Regions from separate parts of the Zea mays genome. Here region 1 is linked to region 2. Evidence: chromatin contacts called from public Hi-C data. All regions are on one chromosome and are shown on one strand. The core of a region is the stretch at or near the end of the contact, and the rest is flanking DNA. Distances in the headings are between cores, read along the strand shown.

What was found. Hi-C and Micro-C count contacts between places; a contact is called where the count stands out from the background.
Region 1: a contact with region 2 is called in a Hi-C map of bundle sheath, with 3 times the contacts expected there. The contact joins the promoter of LOC103635071 here to the enhancer-like site in region 2. A contact is called at or near these places in 2 of 25 Hi-C or Micro-C datasets (bundle sheath and leaf mesophyll).

Annotation. Positions count from the first base shown.
Region 1 is chr8:36,605,019-36,609,885 of Zm-B73-REFERENCE-NAM-5.0, forward strand. It overlaps LOC103635071 (E3 ubiquitin-protein ligase EL5), which reads left to right and starts at 3,209. Exons shown (of 1, transcript XM_008657626.4): 1 at 3,209-4,204. The coding sequence starts at 3,305. The coding sequence ends at 4,060.
Region 2 is chr8:36,535,616-36,540,270 of Zm-B73-REFERENCE-NAM-5.0, forward strand. No RefSeq gene overlaps it. Among protein-coding and RNA genes, the nearest start is that of LOC542184, 13 kb to the left of the region's middle. Within about 2 kb of position 2,891, at least 17 of the 20 cell types and tissues checked have an H3K27ac peak or open chromatin away from gene starts, as enhancers often do. A contact at or near this core is called in bundle sheath and leaf mesophyll, where this site is marked.

The DNA of each region.
Region 1 (4,867 bases), core at 1,959-4,458, 70 kb after region 2:
ATGTGGTTTTTGATGACCTGGAGAACATAAATCAAAGATATGACATTAACTACTACACATTATCAAAGTATAACCCCTTGTTAAGGCTACAACAACACCACAATACACACACATACATGATAAGGAAGTACATAACACATTATATCTCTAAAGTTTGGGTCACTTGTCCTCTATTCACGATAAGAAAGTATAGAACACATAATATGTCTAAGTTTGGGTCACTTATCCTCGATTCACCATATCATCTAACTATGGAAAGAAAAAGAGCAACCAATCACACATCCATACATGAGAACAACTTTAATCTGCTATTGTTTTTTAACCATGGGAAATCTTTTTGGTATATATGAGCTGAAACATCCATCGGAAAAGGACAATAAACCTGCAGATACTTCTACTGACAAGACTGTCACAAGTATGTTTCTGTTTTTATAGATAAATATAAATTAATAGCTGGAAGGTCGGCATCATCCAAGCAGTCCATTATGGCATAGCAACAGAGCATATGGGCTTCAATGACAAAAAATACAAGTGCCAAGAAGTATCTCAAAATCTCGTGTGAAATTAGAGCATGGTAGCCTATGCAAACATAAGTACAAATAGAGTTCTGAACTGAAATCAATAAATGCATCATCAAATGCAAAAGAAAAATGGTTCCTAAAATATCAAGACAATTCTGAAAATCGCCCCAAGGGAGGATATGCCACTCTGTGCTATCTATGCGGTCGCTTTTGATCCATCAAAAGCATGTGACTGACGATGATCCCTGAACAAAGCCACGAAAATGATAGGAATGAGGGCAGGCATACCTCACCACTTTTTTTGGAAGGGGAGCTCGCCGGAGGGGATGGAGAAGCCTCGTCGATGGTACTACCTCGTAGACCTGCAAAGAGAGAGAAGAGGTGAGGAACTAAAGGTAGAGAGGATCCATGCGGCTAGTGGAGGGACAACTCTAGTTTCCATGTCGACGGTGATGGTGGCCATCTCCATCCCTAGCACCCACTCTCCTGCTCCCGGTGATCTGGTTCACCATTGTGCACCTCGCCGTATTCCCCCTGTGCTTCCAGGGATCGTCCAGGTGCGCGTCGACGTCCACGGGTCCGTGGAGAACCACCGCGCGTGCGGACGCACCGTCCCCAACAACAGGAGAAGGAAAGGTGAGGTGCGCGCGTGAAGAGCTCCTGCGTCGAGCGCAGTGGATCCATGGAGGAGGGCGACGCACGCGAAGAGCTCCTGCGCCGAGCGCAGTGGATCCATGGAGGAGGGCGACGACGGGCGGGCGGAGGGGACGAGAAGAGTGGATCCTGCACCGTGCACCGTGGATCCGCGGGAGGAGGATGACGGGGGGCGGACGGGCGGGCGGGTGGGGGTGCCTCCTCCACGTCGCGCGCAGTCGCTACCGCCCGCCGCAAGCAGAGCTAGGGTTTCGACTGGGAGTCCGTGGAGGGGCGGTGCAGATGAGGCGGGCGGTTGGTGCGGGGTGGGGAGGGGGAGGGGGCGGGCACGGCTGGATCTTGCGTGGACAGGGAAGGGGCGCGTGCGGTTGGATGACATAGACAATAGAAACGGACGGTCCAGATAGATGAGAGGCAGAACGACAGAACGAGGGGAGGCAGACTATTATTGCTTACTTAATAAGTAGTAGAGATATATTCAAAAACAGAACAATCTCACAATTATATTAAAAAAATCAATGCATACTTTTTTTAAAAAAGTATTATTTTAACAATTCTTTATTATTTTTGAAAATAAGGCTTTTCTCACAAATTGAATTTGCAAACCAAATCAACCGAAATATATGCCTCGACATGAATACATTAAAACACTTGATAAATTCGATTCATACAAAAAATGTGTAATTTGTTTCTATTACCATATTCATTATTTGAAAACGTAAATATTTATCCTTTCTATTGAAAATTAGTAATTCAAATAAGGTTGTTTTCATTTACTGGATTTAGGGTGTTACAGTCCATTGGTAGTTAAGTTGTTGCTTGCTCTCCACCTTTGTATAGTCCCTCAAGAAACCATTTACTTGCTACCTTCGCCTTATCTAGTCATCCTCAAGTCAATCCTTGTCTCATGTGAATATTAAGCATTTGTTTAATGTCATTTCTTCAATAACATGATTCTTCTTGAATATTTTCTTTTATTTCACGTTTGAGATCAATCAAGCTTCTACAGTGCCTTTCGCTTGAGGTACTATGACCTTGATCAACTTTAGCTTTTCTTGGTTATGAATACCATCCATATGATCATGTACTCGATCATCATTACGATTCCCTTTGATTCACGCATTTGACATATAAATAACCATGCCAAGTCATTTTCGAACCGTTTATCGTATACAAGCAAGCTGATATTGAGAACATATTACACCCATTATATCTTGTCTCTTTGCAATTTGATCTCTTCTTGTCCTTTATTCACACTTGATTCATAGTTTCATCTTGACCAATATCAATGAACTGTCAATTATAACCGGCTCTAGTGAATTCAATAACCACACAATAAACTGTATGTCTCGTTCAGCACACATGCACGTTTGGTACCAGTAGTTTTAAAATCGCTAAATAAAATTGTTTTGTTTTTAAAATGCCCTGCCCCTAAATATCTGTTCTTAGTTCAACACTCATATGCTTCTGCTTCGGTTAGAATATGAAGCCCGGAGGCCGGAGCCGACAGCCAGCCCACAGGTCACACTTAACGAACGCCGTGGCTGGCGTCGCGACAACGGGCGCCTCGCTTGAGCGAAGCTTCGCTGGTCGGGCCGACCACGCATCCACGGCCCCGCGCTGCATGTCGCCGTCTGGCCCAATTTTGCCGAGGTCCAAGTCGCGGCAAGCGACGACTTCGATGTTCCAGTGGGGGGTAGCTAAAGACAGCGACTTCCATTGTGAGGAGCAGAGGAGACGAGCGCGCAGTAACACCAGGTTGGTTGACGGCAATAGTCAACTCTACTCTTGACCATGCGCCTGGAACCGCTTGGCTGACGCATCACGGCCGTTCGTCTGTCCTCCTACGGCATACGGGCGGTCAGCCAGTCAGCCCGGGACCGGAGAACGGACATGGACTTCTGTGGTGCTGCCTCTCCGTTCTACAGCGTGCCCCAGACGTCCAGCCAGTGGTAGAACCCCAAGGCTGCCCTTCCATCTCCATCCCACTTTCCCGACGTACAGGGGTATTTCAGTCCTGGAATCACGTATAAGTAACTGCGCTCACGGAAATCGCAACGCTGCGGCTGCGGACACCCAAATCTTCCCCGAAACCACTCCTCAGCCCGGTGAGCGCTCGACCATCAGAAATGGGCGCCGGCGACGGCAATGGCACGCGCCCCAAGGCGAACGAGGTGACGATCTCGTGCGACGAGGGTCCCGGGCACGCGTTTCCGTTCCCCAAGCCGCACGCCCCCGACCCCGACCCACCGCAGGCGTCCGACCCGGCGAACTACGCCGTCGCTGGCAAGATACTCCTCGCCGCGGCGGGGGCGTTCGCGGGCGTGCTCCTGGCGCTCGTCGCGCTGCACCTCTACAGCAGCACCCGGCGCCGGCGCCTCGGCGCCGGCCAGCCGCGGCTGCTCCGGAGCTTGGCCATCGCCGGTGGCGACGAGGACCGCCGCGACGGCGACGGCGACGGCGCGGGGGCGCCTTCCCCCCGCGGCCTCGACTACGCAGTTCTCGCCGCGATACCAGTAGTGTCGATCGAAGCAGGCGCGGGGGCAGGGGACTGCGCGGTCTGCCTCGCGGAGCTCGAGTCGGGGGAGAAGGCCCGCGCGCTGCCGCGGTGCGGCCACCGCTTCCACGTCGAGTGCATCGACGCCTGGTTCCGTGGGAACGCCACATGCCCGCTCTGCCGCGCCGACGTCGTCGTGCCGCCGAGCGCTACCGCGCCAGCCGAGGGCGGGGCCCAGCCGGAGGTGCGCATAGACGTGGCAGGGGACGCCGTCGCCGCGCCGCCCAATGGCTTCAGGGTGGCGCCGGTGATGGGGAGGATGCATAGCGACCAGGATCTTGAGAAGGCGAGGCGGGTCTTTGCTTCCACCCGATTCTCTTCCTTCTGACAAGATCCATCGGCTCCCACGGTCACAGATCCTCGACCGTTTCGGAGTGCCATTCCACTGTGCATAGATTTGTTGGTGATGCCAGCTAATTTTGCAATGATTTGTAGTGTGATTTCTGCGAATGGACTCATGCACTTTTCTTTATCGGCCTTGAATCTTCGTCAGCCGTGGGAACTACTTGGTTCTTGGCACGTTTCTTATTACTAGAGAGTAGAGATACCAGCGAAAGACGTTCATCCGTAAGTATGAACAAAAACGAATCGCGTTAACTTTCGTCGGCGAGAGGCCCATACAAACCAGAGTGGCCAAAGCTAATTTTCGTCGACTACCTATTTGGCTGACGAAAATTAATTAATTTTAGCAGCCAAAACTAGATGTATTTTTATTTTCTCATATAAATCACATAAAATTCATCCATTTACAACACATAAAATGATTCATGTATTATTCTATTTACAACTCATACAATACCGACTGTTGGTGCCTATTTTGGACGCCAATCACTGCGTGACAACCGGCGGCAGTGCTCGCTGCACAGGCGCGGACGGTCCACGGCCACGGGCCGGACGGTCCGCGACCTGGAGCAGGGCTTAGGGTTTCCTGCCTACAGGCCGGACGGTCCGCGCGTGCGCAGGGGCGGCAGAAGTCGCCGGCGGCATCTGGATCTCGCTCCCGAGAGGGACCTTGTCGGGGAGGAGAGATCCTAGGTGTTGTCTAGGCTCAGCAGGCCGACCTAGACTCCTCTAATCGATGTAGAGCAATGATTTCAAGTCGCCTAGTCGCCTAGTCGAACCCTGGGACCGACTA
Region 2 (4,655 bases), core at 1,641-4,140:
CCGGAGTGCGGCGAACTCCATGCCCGGTCGACCAAAACCCAATCCCAATATCGCTACAAAATCTCGCTGACGCGACAATGCTGAATAGGGACTCACCGCGGGCATGGATTGCGACCAACGAGCGGTCCACGACGGGATGCGGCTCCGCGGCGGAGCACTGGCAACGGCGCGAAATCGCCGGTTCACCGGTCCCTGAACCCGTACGAGGACACCACGGACACCCTTCAAAGCTCCCGGCGAAGCCCACGGATCAAACCCGGTGGTGTGCAGAGAGCGCTTTAGCAATTTCCCCCCGACGGCGGCGGAGCTCGGTTTCCTCCGCCCCCTCGGCTATGGTGTAGGTCGGCACTGGGTATGAGTTGTGGTCAGGTCACGACGCGCACAGCAACGGTCTTATGCTCCCCCAATCGGCGGTAACAACCACCCCGAAGCCATCGGGATTTCCAGCTGGTCCGCCGCGCAAGGTTGTTGGCGCAGTCCGCCATTTCCGCGAGCACGACACTTCTGACCCGTGGGTCCCACGAGCCAGGGAAAAGGAAGGGAAGGGAAGACGAGCGCGGAGGAAGAGCCTGCACGTGGGCCCGCGAACGCAGTGGCAGAGAAGTCCGAGCGCGCGCGAGAGCCCAGCGACAGACAGCCGGGCCCCAGGTGTCGGCGCCGGTAGGTTAGTTGGGCTGCGGTGGTGAGTGTGGTAATGGGCCAGATTGGTGGCAGCCAGCCCATTCAGGTATAGTATTCCTTTTCCTTTTTCTTTTATTTTCTCCTTTCTCCATTCTTTCACAAATTCAAATTTAAATACTAATTTAAATTCAAACTTGTGACTAGTTCATTTTCAAACCATATTTGTGCAATTAAAAGTATTAGGTTTGAGAATATTTATTCAAATATAGTATTCATGTTTTCATATTCCTTCTCTTTTCTAGATTCAAGAATTTCTTTTAGGATTTAATTTTCCCTTTTTGGTCTTTAATATTTTCTTGTTACAAAATGCACACAAAAATAAAATATTCAACATGATGCATGAATTTAGTAGCACGTCTTTTTATTAATTGTTCTTGGACATGGTGTTCACATAGGATGATGCATGAAGATCAAAACTCACATAAAGAGAAAATGTTTCTCTATTGGTATTATTTCTAGTAATTTACAAAGTGGGTGTTACAAACGCGCTGTAAAGTGTTGGTCGATGCATCTTAGCCGTTCGCTCTTCGCTGTTTCGTTGGAGCTTTGTAACTGGGCTTGTCATTTTTCCTACTACCTCTATCCTAAAATAGTCTATCCTAAAATAGTATTCGATAGTAGATTCATATAATATTTGATATTACCTACTACATCCATTCTAAAATAATATTCATTTTAGAGTGTTAATAGATTTATATAATATTTAATGTTTGTGTATTACGTATGTGTTTAGATTTATTGTTATTTATTTAAATATGGATAAAAAAAGAACAAGCTCAAACGAACGATAAAATGAGACATAGTACTATATAAGCTTTTTGGAAGATTTTACCACACTGAATTGGACATTCATATCCGTGCCATTGTTCCTTGCTTTTCCTAGAACAGAAAATACATGCGTTTCCCCCATCTTCAGGAGAAGACAACCCACGGTCGCCGGGCGGTCCAAGACTCCAAGTAGAGAGACATTTCAACCACAACATGCGTCTAGACTTTTCCGGAAACGGGTCATCGTTTGGGAGTGTTTTTTGGGTTGGATCAAGTTTTGGGTTAAAAATCACGTTCTGTATCTAATCCGTAGATTATTGCGGGTCAAAACTATAATACATACACATTTGTCCGATTAATCGAGTCTGATCATATCAGGATTTTTTTGGACAGGTCATAAAAGAAAGCTCCATTTCACCTCTCAATTCACAGCTTCTATTGTATCGGTCAAAATTGGACACATGACCTTATAACTGTTTGGTTCAATGGTTTTTCTTTTTTTTCTTCTTCTAAGTTTATTTTACCTACATATTTAAAAATAATAGTAAATCATAGATAAATACAAAATAAAAATCTAACATTATTAAAATCTATACACAGAACATATGAATATATGATACAGTATGTTACAATAAAAAAATAGTTCTAGCATTAGTTCTATGTTTTCTATAATTAATTTATAGCTACAATTTCTATCCAATTGTGATACTTTTTTGATAATCTAAATTTTAAACACATTCCAACATGTATTACTGAGTTATAGATTTATCTATATTTATGCTTGTTAAATAGTTTTAAACCGTACACATGTAAACATAGAACATATATGTTCTGTATGTAATGCTACTATTGTACAAATTATGAACACTGAACATGACCATATTGTTATAGAGAACATTGCACATAGAACACATATTTTCTACCTTTACAAACTTCTAACTATTTAACAAGTATAAATATAGAAAAAAAATCTATGACTTAATAATACAAGATCCAATAAATATGATCTTTTTACTATAACTTAAGAATACAATGATTATCCTGCAAAAAATATATCATCCCAATTGGACCATGGAAACTACAGTTGTGAATTAATTATAGGAAAAAACATAGATCTAAAAATATAACAAAAACTTTGTACTGAAACATATCATATCTTATATTTACTGATTTGGCTGAAACAAACATATAAACGAAGCAGTTGGTCACATGTGTCGTTATTAAAGATAAGGGAAGGGCTATGTCCGGTTTTAAAGTTAAGAGACAAAGACTAGTTCTTATGATTGTTGAGGGAGTAATAAACTTTTCACTGTCCAGCTGTCCTACACGCGCTAGAACAGGAACACACGTTTCGCTCGCGCACTTGTTGCTTGGACAGGCCAAGCCGCCAAGGCGCGTCAGGCGTTTCCCGTGGGCCGCCGGAGATTCGTGGGTCAGCCGCTGGTTTTTGGGCTGGCGGCGCACACAGAATCACAAATGGACCGGCATCCACCCACCTACCTCCGTGTCAGCCGATAAGACCAAGAACAAGAAGGAAATGCGAACTTGGTATCTTCTGCACGCAACCCTACCCTTCCGGAAATATTTGCAGTTCACACAGGGACTTACAGATACTCCTACTGGTACGCAATTCACAGCAGCTTCACCAAAACGGTTAGGACTTTTTTGGTTAGCTCTCAATCCATCTGGATTGAATAAAATTTGATGGGTTCAAATTTCAAACAAGTCAAAATTCTTGTTAATTTTTTCTAACCTTATCTAATCCATAGGTAACAGGATTAACTGAACAAGACCTTAAAGAGCTAAAACCCGGCGCCCATCGATAACCAGTTTATCGCGACCGGACAAAATCGAAACCGCTCAGTTTTTTAATTCGAAAACCCGATAAATCCGATTAATCGGAATATCATATTCTGGTCTGATAAACCGGCGACATAGAAATATAATCCGAGCCATATATATTTTTACAAATAAAGCATATTGAGATCCCATAATTTAAACAAAAGATGACCCTGAACATTATCACAAATCCAATAACAACATTTAGCAGTTCAAATAACATTTTTTCATAGTTTTTGAATTCAAACGACTCAAAATCGATTAATCGGCCGATAAGACCGATTTATCGGTCACCAATTTGATAAATTGGTAGCAGTGCGCGAGAAATCAAACCTCTTGTTTTTTAGCAAATAAATCATATTTAGATCGGTCTAAATGTTATCACAAGTCTAATAACAACATTTAGCGGTTCAAAATACATTGTATGACACTGTTCCATGGTTCAAATATATTACATGTCACTGTTTCATAGTTCATAAATACCATCTAAGATACAGTACACCATCCGGTGAGGACCATTCCCACGGGTGTGCATTCCACTGATTATGTGATGTAATCTTTCCAAGTCTGACTGGTCAACGTAAAAGTCGTACTCCACGACTCCACCAACATTTAGTAGTACTCAGGGTCCTGCCATTCATATTTTGAAATTTGGTTTTAGCAGTTAGGTTGATGACAATGAATTTAAGAACCAATGTTTTATTAGGTCTTAGTATTACTGTTTAATATTCACAAATAAAACTATGAATATCTAGGGCACCCGAAGGGCGCCTAATATTCTAGTGATCTATTATTGTAAGTATTATTAGCCCATATTGCATGTAAAAGTGATAATTTGAAAAGATTTATGATGAAAAGGAGAAAAAAATCCCCTAAACCCTAGCTCCTACTCGGTTGCCGGCTAATCAGTCATATACATCGATTTATCAGCTTTGGTGAGCGGCTAATCGGTAATACTAGCCGATATATTGTTTTTCTTTTTTTGTATTTTTCCGAAACTTCCATGATTTTTAGTTTGAAATCCGTTGCGTATTTTGAAATTTTGTTTTAGCAAAAAGTCTTCAAATAATCCATAGTATTTATAAAAAATTGGCATCAAAAGTTTTCAAAATTTATATTTTTCAAATTCAAAATCCAAAACTGGGGTATTGGCCTTACCGACCGGCGCCGATAACCGGTTAGTCGACCGGTTAGCCGAATTAGGCGACCGGTTTGTGGACCCTTGATTCACAGACCTGGATAGTTACACAGTTACAAACTTGCCCGAAGGCTATCTTTGGTGGATCGTGTAAAATAGGACACATGACATTGTAGATGATACTTTAACACTGTTTGCATAATGAAGTTTGAAATCGAGAATAAGATAG